Regions from separate parts of the Sus scrofa genome. Here region 1 is linked to region 2. A link is a contact called in public Hi-C data. All regions are on one chromosome and are shown on one strand. The core of a region is the stretch at or near the end of the contact, and the rest is flanking DNA. Distances in the headings are between cores, read along the strand shown.

The links. Hi-C and Micro-C count contacts between places; a contact is called where the count stands out from the background.
Region 1: a contact with region 2 is called in a Hi-C map of retroperitoneal adipose tissue, with 1.5 times the contacts expected there. The contact joins the promoter of CMTM2 here to the promoter of LOC110260929 in region 2. A contact is called at or near these places in 1 of 47 Hi-C or Micro-C datasets (retroperitoneal adipose tissue) and 1 of 2 datasets of contacts at active chromatin or transcription factors (alveolar macrophages).

Annotation. Positions count from the first base shown.
Region 1 is chr6:27,280,543-27,284,208 of Sscrofa11.1, reverse strand. It overlaps CMTM2 (CKLF-like MARVEL transmembrane domain-containing protein 2), which reads right to left and starts at 2,400. Exons shown (of 3, transcript XM_021094003.1): 1 at 1,882-2,400. The coding sequence starts at 2,139. LOC110260932 reads right to left here. Exons shown (of 3, transcript XM_021094001.1): 3 at 2,552-2,957. The coding sequence ends at 2,655.
Region 2 is chr6:27,215,525-27,219,267 of Sscrofa11.1, reverse strand. LOC110260929 reads right to left here and starts at 1,342. Exons shown (of 2, transcript XM_021093983.1): 1 at 1-1,342. The coding sequence starts at 323. BEAN1 (protein BEAN1) reads right to left here. Exons shown (of 5, transcript XM_021093984.1): 5 at 1,519-3,743.

The sequences.
Region 1 (3,666 bases), core at 1,151-3,650, 64 kb before region 2:
TTATGCCAATTTCCAGGCATTAGGTTTTCCAGGCTGTATGAAGGTTTCTAGGCTGAAGGCTGAAAAACTTAAACCAGATCTATACAAAATATAGACTCAAGGTGCTGAGTTCTTAAGGTGGTCTTTTGTGTTTGCACCATTCAAAACTCAGGCAGCGATGAACATGCTTTCTGTTCCTCTGTGTGCGGGGAAGGTGTCTTCTCCGTCTGTCTTTCCCCTATTGTTGGGTCTCTGCAGGGTGCTGCCCTTATGCAGGTTTCTCTGTTCTAAATCCCTGCTTTGCTTGGGACTAAGACCCCATTTCCTAACTGGATTGGGCATGAGAATCCAGTCCAGGTGCCTGGCTAATACCTTGTGGGTCATTCCCGCCCACAGTGAAGGAGCTGATTTGACTCCTGCTCCTGTTTTCCATTTCTGGCATCTGTGTGTTTCCCCGTCTTTGTTGCCAGCTCAGCCATTCAGTTAAGGCAACCGTGTTTTCATTCCCTGTAGTAGTTTTAGGTCAGTACAGCAGGAGGACTTTCCGGTTGCATCGACGTTTCATCTTGCTGGAACTAAACGGCGCTTCTCAAGCACCACGGCTGGGAACTCTCTGCCTGTCCCTTCGCTGTGTCCTCTGCTCATCCCTTTGGCTAGAGTTTTACATGACCCTCTTCTCCTTTCTCTCGACACTGGGAGTCCTCATCTACCTCACTTAGATCTATGGATCCCTCGACCCTCATAACTTTTAACAAGGAGGCAGGACAGGGTATAGTTTGGGACTCAGACTCTACTGATGACGCTGGGCTTGACTCCTTTTTCTGCCACTCGCTACATGAGTTACCTGGGGGCAAGTGACCTGGCCTTTCTGAACCCTTTTTAAGTATAAGGCCAGTGGAACAGTGAGCATAGGGCTCTAGATGCATGCTGTGAATGTGCAAATGCACAAGGCACTGGAGGTTACTTGGGAGCTAGGTAGGTAAACTCTGTGATGACGCAGGTAATGGGCAGGGATTCACATGCATGAGCGCTCAGGCACTGCATCAAGCACTTCACTGTTACTTCTCAGGAACAATCTCACACAAGCTTATTACTGTCTTCTTGTTACAGAGGAGAAAACAGAGTCTAGGAGTAGTGAAGTCACTTGCCCAGCTCAATCTCATCCCCGTGGCATGACTATCCCTTACAGGCATAGTCACTGGAGATCTGAGACTGCTTGAGAAGTGACTTTTTTTTTTAATCTATTTTATATTACTGATTTTTTTTCTTTGAATTCCGGGGATGGGGTACCTTTTCAGTGATCTTTCCAGTCAGGTGTAAGCTGGCACAAGGGTTGAAGGGAACTGCTGGTTGCGACACTTCCCCTGCTCCTAAAGAGAGAAAGCCTCAGGAAAGCAAAGACCTCCTTGTTTGACTACCAAGGAGGAAAGAGGCCCTCCACCCACAAGATGGGCTTTTTGGAAGCCTTTTCTACCTAACTTCAGTGGCCCCTGCTCTGGCCTTACTCCAAAGTGCTGAGCCCAGGCCCCGGGCACAAATAACCCATGCAATAATGCACACCAGGCTCAGGCACTCCCCACCATCCCTCACTTACAAAAATGGGCCACAGGATGAAGGGCAGGTATCTGTGGATGGCGAAGCTGTAGATAATGATGAAGAAGACAAAGATGGATATCTCCATGGTGATGATGAGGGTCAGGATGGGGTGTATAGAGATCCCGGTGAACATTATCAGCGAACCTATTAGGCAACCCTGCCAGAAGAAGCGTGCTTGAGCCAAGGCAAAGGGTTCCGTCTCTCTGGGAGCCCCCGGGGAGGCTTCGTTCTCTTTCTTCCTCCGACACGACCCCGCCCCCCGCCCCCTCCCCGCCCCCAGCCCTGGGGGACACCGGCTCAACTCACCAAGCTCAGGATCTTGACCTCGGCGTGCCCCATAACCCAGAACTCTCGATTGCTGTCCTTGAGTTCCCACCTGTAGCGGCGACACCCTTTTCTCGTTCCCACTTCATCCTTGGGCTGCTCCGACTTTTTCTTCTCTTCAGGCTTTGGGGCCTCTGTGGCTGCTCCAGCGGGGGCGGCGGCGGGGGCGGCGGCAGGGGCGGCGGCGGCGGCGGCGGCGGCGGGCTCGGCGGCGGGGCCCTTTTTGCCCTTGTCTGCCATCTCGCACGGGCGTTCTCAGCGTCTCACGGCCTCCCTACTTTCACCTGCTGTCCCCGGCCGGGCCTGGCCTCTGAGCGATCCTGATGCCCACCGACCTGCTTGGAGGCCGTGCTCAGCCAACGGCCAGGACCAGCGAATGCTAACGCCTGGCGCCCTCGCTGCGCGCGCCCATCTCCCCACGCGAGTGTCCCCTGGGCGCAGGGCTGGGCCGCCGGAGCGCGGGTGGCAGGGCCGCCCACCCTCCGCGGGGGAGCCCCCACCCCCACCCCAGCTTCCGCTGTGGTCCCGCCTCCGCGCCAGGTCCCGGGGCCGCCTAGCACCGGGGCTGCAGCCTCCGCTCCCGCCTTCGGGTCGGGTGGGCTGGAACCGTGGCCTCCTGGGGCAGCCGCGCCCAGAGCCTGGCGGGCGCATCGGCACGCGCCTGGAAATGTAACTCGACTTTTACACAGGCAACACGGTTTAGCAGCACTGATTTTATGATCCGCGTTGGCAGAAGTGGGTGACAGCATGCGAGCTCACTGGTTCGAGTGGAGGGAGGGAGAAATCGAGGCTGCTCGCGAGGGTGCTTTCCAGGTTCTCGACCCTCCGGCCTGCGAGGGTGCCCTCACACCTGACCAGCTGTGTAGCTTCACGGTTGTCCTTGTAGGTGCGTTTGGGCCTCCCGTTTTGGGTACCTTTGCGGTAGGGTTGGGTTTTGAGGTCGAGGGGGGATTGGCTTCGGTGTCGATTCCCAGGGCTTTTTTCATGTTCTTCCTCATCGTCTTGGTGACCACAGTCGCGTCGATGAGACACACGATTGCAGCTGTGAGACACAGGGTCTGTCAGGCACAAGAGCAGAATGGAAGGAAGGTGGGGTTACTTTGCAGCTCCACAGCCACCTGTCCCCCAAACCCGTGGGGGCTGGGGGAGGTGGCTGCGGGCAGCCTCCTGTCAGTCTCCGACCCACTACCACCTTCTTGATGTCTGCCCTGTTGGCTGCTGCAGCCCATCTGTCTTTCCTAGAGAAAGGGATTTGGGAAATGGGCTTTTCTGCCAGTGACGACTTCGTGTGAGCCCAGAGGCACCAGGACCAGAGAAGGGTACTGATTTTAGGAGGCTCCAAGTGGCACTGGGGTCCTGAGGGGTCCCTTAGTGGAAAGGACTCTTGGGTTATGTTCAAAAGGGCAAGAAAGAGTTTCCAAGGGGACCAACTAGGAGGAGGGGAACTCCAAGTACTGGAGGAGGTCTCCAAGGAATCTGGGGTGGCTGAGACCTGGGTGTGGGGTGAGGGGACAGAGTTGAGGCTGGAGAGGTGCAGGATCTGCGACTTGATCAAGAGGAGAGATGAGATTCCACACTCAGAAAGCCCACTTGTCTGTTAGGAGATGAATGGAAAGTGAACCATGCTGGTGGAGGGGAGACCAGTGAGGGGCCTTCGGGGTTCCTGCCATCCAGGTAATAACTGATGGAGACCAAGGGGTGGGAGCTTCTGGCAAAAATGAGAAGACTTGGCTGCTCAGTTAATAGATGGGGGTCAGCGGCCGACAA
Region 2 (3,743 bases), core at 93-2,592:
ATGCCCAGGAGCTGCTGGGCCCTGCGGATGAGGGCTGCTTGCCTGCAGACCCTGAGCTGGCCCTCCTCTGCCCTGTCCGTGTAGTAGCCGATGAGGTCATCCAGGAGGGGTTCAGGAGCACCCCTGTCTGGGCCTGGGAGTCGGGACCCACTCATGGTGGCGCTGAGGGGCTGGATGAGAGTCCTCTGGGCTGCCCAGGCCAGCCCGCCTCTGTCCCATCCCCCAGCTGAGTCAGGAAGCCGAGGAGGAAGTGGTGCGAGCAAAAGAGAAAGCTGTGCAGGGTGGCTGCTTGTTACTCTGGAAGTGGCTGGGGTTCTGCTCATCTCCTCCCAGTGCAGCAGAGTCAAGGTCAGGCCGGATCCTCGCCTCGCCTCCAGAGCAAATGGGGAAGTGCACTGGTGCCTGCATCCTCCACACGCCACATGGGTGCTGCTGGACGTTTGGCATTGTCACAGCCTGGGGCCAGAGAGAGCCAGAGAGGCCCTTGTCCATCGCAAGTGCCCCTTCCTCCTATTTATGAATGAGGAGACCAAGGCAGCGAGAGCAAGAGCTGGGATGGGAGCCCAAGGACAGGAGTTTCTTATTGCTGCTTGTAATGAATTACTGTAAATTTAATGGCTTAAAATAACACAACTTAATTATAATTCTAGAGGTGAGAAGCCCCATGTCATGGTTGGGCCGGTTCCTTTTGGAGCTTCTAGGGAAGAAGCCATTTCCTCGCCTTTTGTACCTGCTGGAGCCCCCGCAGTCCTTGGCTTGTGGCCCCTTCCTCCATGTTCAGAGCCAGCTCTGTAGCATTGCGCAATCTCTCTCCTGTCTCTGCTTCAGTTTCTTTTCTCCTCCTTTGACCCTGTGGCCTCCCTCTCATAGGACCTCTGTGCTTCTCCTGGGCCCACCTGGACAGCTCAGGCTAATGACCTCATCTCAAGGGCCTTCTTAACCTAATCACACCTTCAAAGTCCCTTTGCCAAGGAAGGTGACATACTCACAGGTTCTGGGATTAGGGCCTGGCCGTCTTTGTGGGGCTGTTTTCAGCAGACTACACCAAGTCTGTCTGATAGCCAAGGCTCTGCTTTTCCTTAATACCGAAGACTTGCAGGAGCACCCAACAGGAGTGGCAGGTTTGGGGATGGGTTCCAGGCCGTTGAGTCATCTTGAAGGGTGGTCACTAGACCATGGGGTAGGGCAGGGGATCTGAAACCAAAGGGTTTAAATGATCTCTCTCTGGCCTCATTTGCTCCCTGAGGAGGGGTGTGGAATTGTTAACATTTCACAAAGTGGTACACACAATTCAACAATATATGATTCTTCTCTTGCTTTTAGTTGCTTTTTTTTTTTTTTTTTTTTTTGGTCTGTTTTTCGGGCCACACCTGCGGCATATGCATGTTCCCAGGCTAGGGATCCATTCGCAGCTGTAGCTGCCGGCCTACACCACAGCCACAGCAACATGGGATCTGAGCTGCGTCTGCGACCTACACCACAGCTCACCAATGCCGGATCCTTAACCCACTGAGTGAGGCCAGGGATTGAACCCGTGTCCTCATGGATGCTAGTTGGTTTCGTTAACCACTAAGCCATTACGGGAACTCCTCTTTTGGTTACTTGTTGACTTAACCGCTTCACTCCTTCTGGACACCCTAGTCCTCAGCTGCTGGGAAGCCCATCGTGACTGCGAACTGCCTTCCGTCCCTGTCTCTCCAGGGTTGCCCAGGATCATGGGGGAACGCTGGCAGGGTGCCTGGATCCATTCCCTTCTGTGGCGTCTTGTGCACCGGTCAGCCCGGCTGCTCCAGGGCCTGCCTCCTCCACTTGGGGCCACTGCAGTCTCTTGAACTATCTCGTTAGTCACACTTCCTGGGCCCTCAGGGAGTGGCTGGCTTGGTGAGAGCCTGCTTTCTCTGCCTGCCAGAGTGACTTGCTTTGGGGATAAGGCAGGGGCAGAAGGAGGATAGAGGATGCTGGAGATTTGCAGGGGCTGCTTTGGCTTAGGGTGGGCTGATGGGGGATGTTCTGAGGCCCAGAGAAGGGAAGGGTCTGGCCCAAGGTCACAGGGGCCCCCAGGACTGGAACCGGGCTTTGTAGCCACCTTCCCTCCTCCTCTCGGGTGATTCCTGCTGCTCACATGTGGCGGATGCCATGGGCGCTCTGTCCACAGGCCTTGGAACGTGCCCGGCCCGTGGCAGTGGCCTCATCAGCCAGCAGCTGCAGCGCCCCTGTCTGAAGACTTTATTTGGCTAGAAGAGCCCACTTGGTGCACAAAGGGCAGGGATTAACATTCTCTGGGGAACAGCCTCAATGACCTTTGAGTGTGAGAGCCGCTGTGTGAGTGATCCATCTCCCTCAGGCGGTTAACAGAGGTGTGCTCTGCTCGTTCTCGTGGAGTTGCCCGTGGCGGCAACCTGTTTGATGACATGCTGCACACGCTTCCTCCCTTCCTGGTTTCACTGCCCCCTCCCTGGTAGTGCTCCTGGGGTCTCCTCCCCCATTAACCCCTTGTACCCACATCCTATCCCAGGGTCTGGTCCTGCCCCCCACCTCCTGCCCCGCTCCCATTGTCCTGGGAATTTGCCTTCAGGTCCTGTCTCCTTGGGGCCTTCATGGCCTTGCTGTCCAGCGAGCCCCCCCTTGGTCCAGCCCCTCCAGCCCCTGGTGGAGAGAGGTGGCCAGTCTCCATGTGGGAGTGTGCACAGGTCTCTGTGTAGCAATGTGCACAAAGACTGTGGATGTGGCTTTATAGGTGGACAGGCCATTGCATGTCGCAGTGGACACAAGGCATGTTGGAGATGGAAGAGGCAGTAAATACCGAGCCCAACAGTCCCCCTGGGCCAGTGGGATCCTAAGTGTGGTGTTGGAACTGGATGTCGGGGTGCGGTGGTTCAGGTTGGGGTCAGCAGGTGGCTGGGCACTATCGCCATGAAGGCTGCTCCATCCATTCCCAGGAGCAGGGGCCTTGCAGCATGGGGGTGGCACCTGAGCCAGGCACAGTGGTGCTTAGAAGAACAGAGGAGTGACTGTTTTGCATACAGCGACGGGGGCTTGGCTATCTGGCTGTGCCCAAGGAGAGATGATGGAGGGCAGAAGTCACTCCCAGAAATGGAACGCCTGAATGCTTTCAACCTATGGAGCATCCAAGGGAGACAGAGAGGCCCAGGACCTAAAAAGGTTCTGTCTACAGCTGTGAGTGTCAGTGTCTGAAAGTGGGAGAAGGGAGTCTGCTCATCCGTGGGGTTCATTTGCTCTGAACAGTGGTGGCAGGCAGCCAGCAGGTGGCAGTGTGGGCCTGGCGTGGAGATGCTTGGGCGCAGCACTGTTGGGACCTGGGAGTGGGCTGTACCTTCCTTAGGCTTGCATCCCGCTGTCAGGGCACTCGGGAGTTTAGGACTGCGCTAGTGGGCTCTACTTGAGTTCCTGTGGGAGGGAACAGTGGCAGAGGGAGGGAACCAGCCTCTGTTGGCCAAGGGATCAACGACCAAAGCCAAGGTCTTATGGCAAGCACAGACAGGAAGAGAATTTCTGCAGAAGGGGAGAAAACAACTTCTTTCATCCTGATTACATCCCCTGTCCCCTGCTTCCTGGTAGTCAAAGCCATCTGGGTGCGGAGAGCCAACTGCTGTCCAAGTGAGATGTGCAATCCTTGGTGTTGCTGGAGTCGAGTCCAGAGGTTTAGGGCCAAATCTGGGAGAAAAGATGCTGAGTTTCAGAGAGGTTAAAAGATTAACTCGGGTGAGTCAGGGACAACCCCA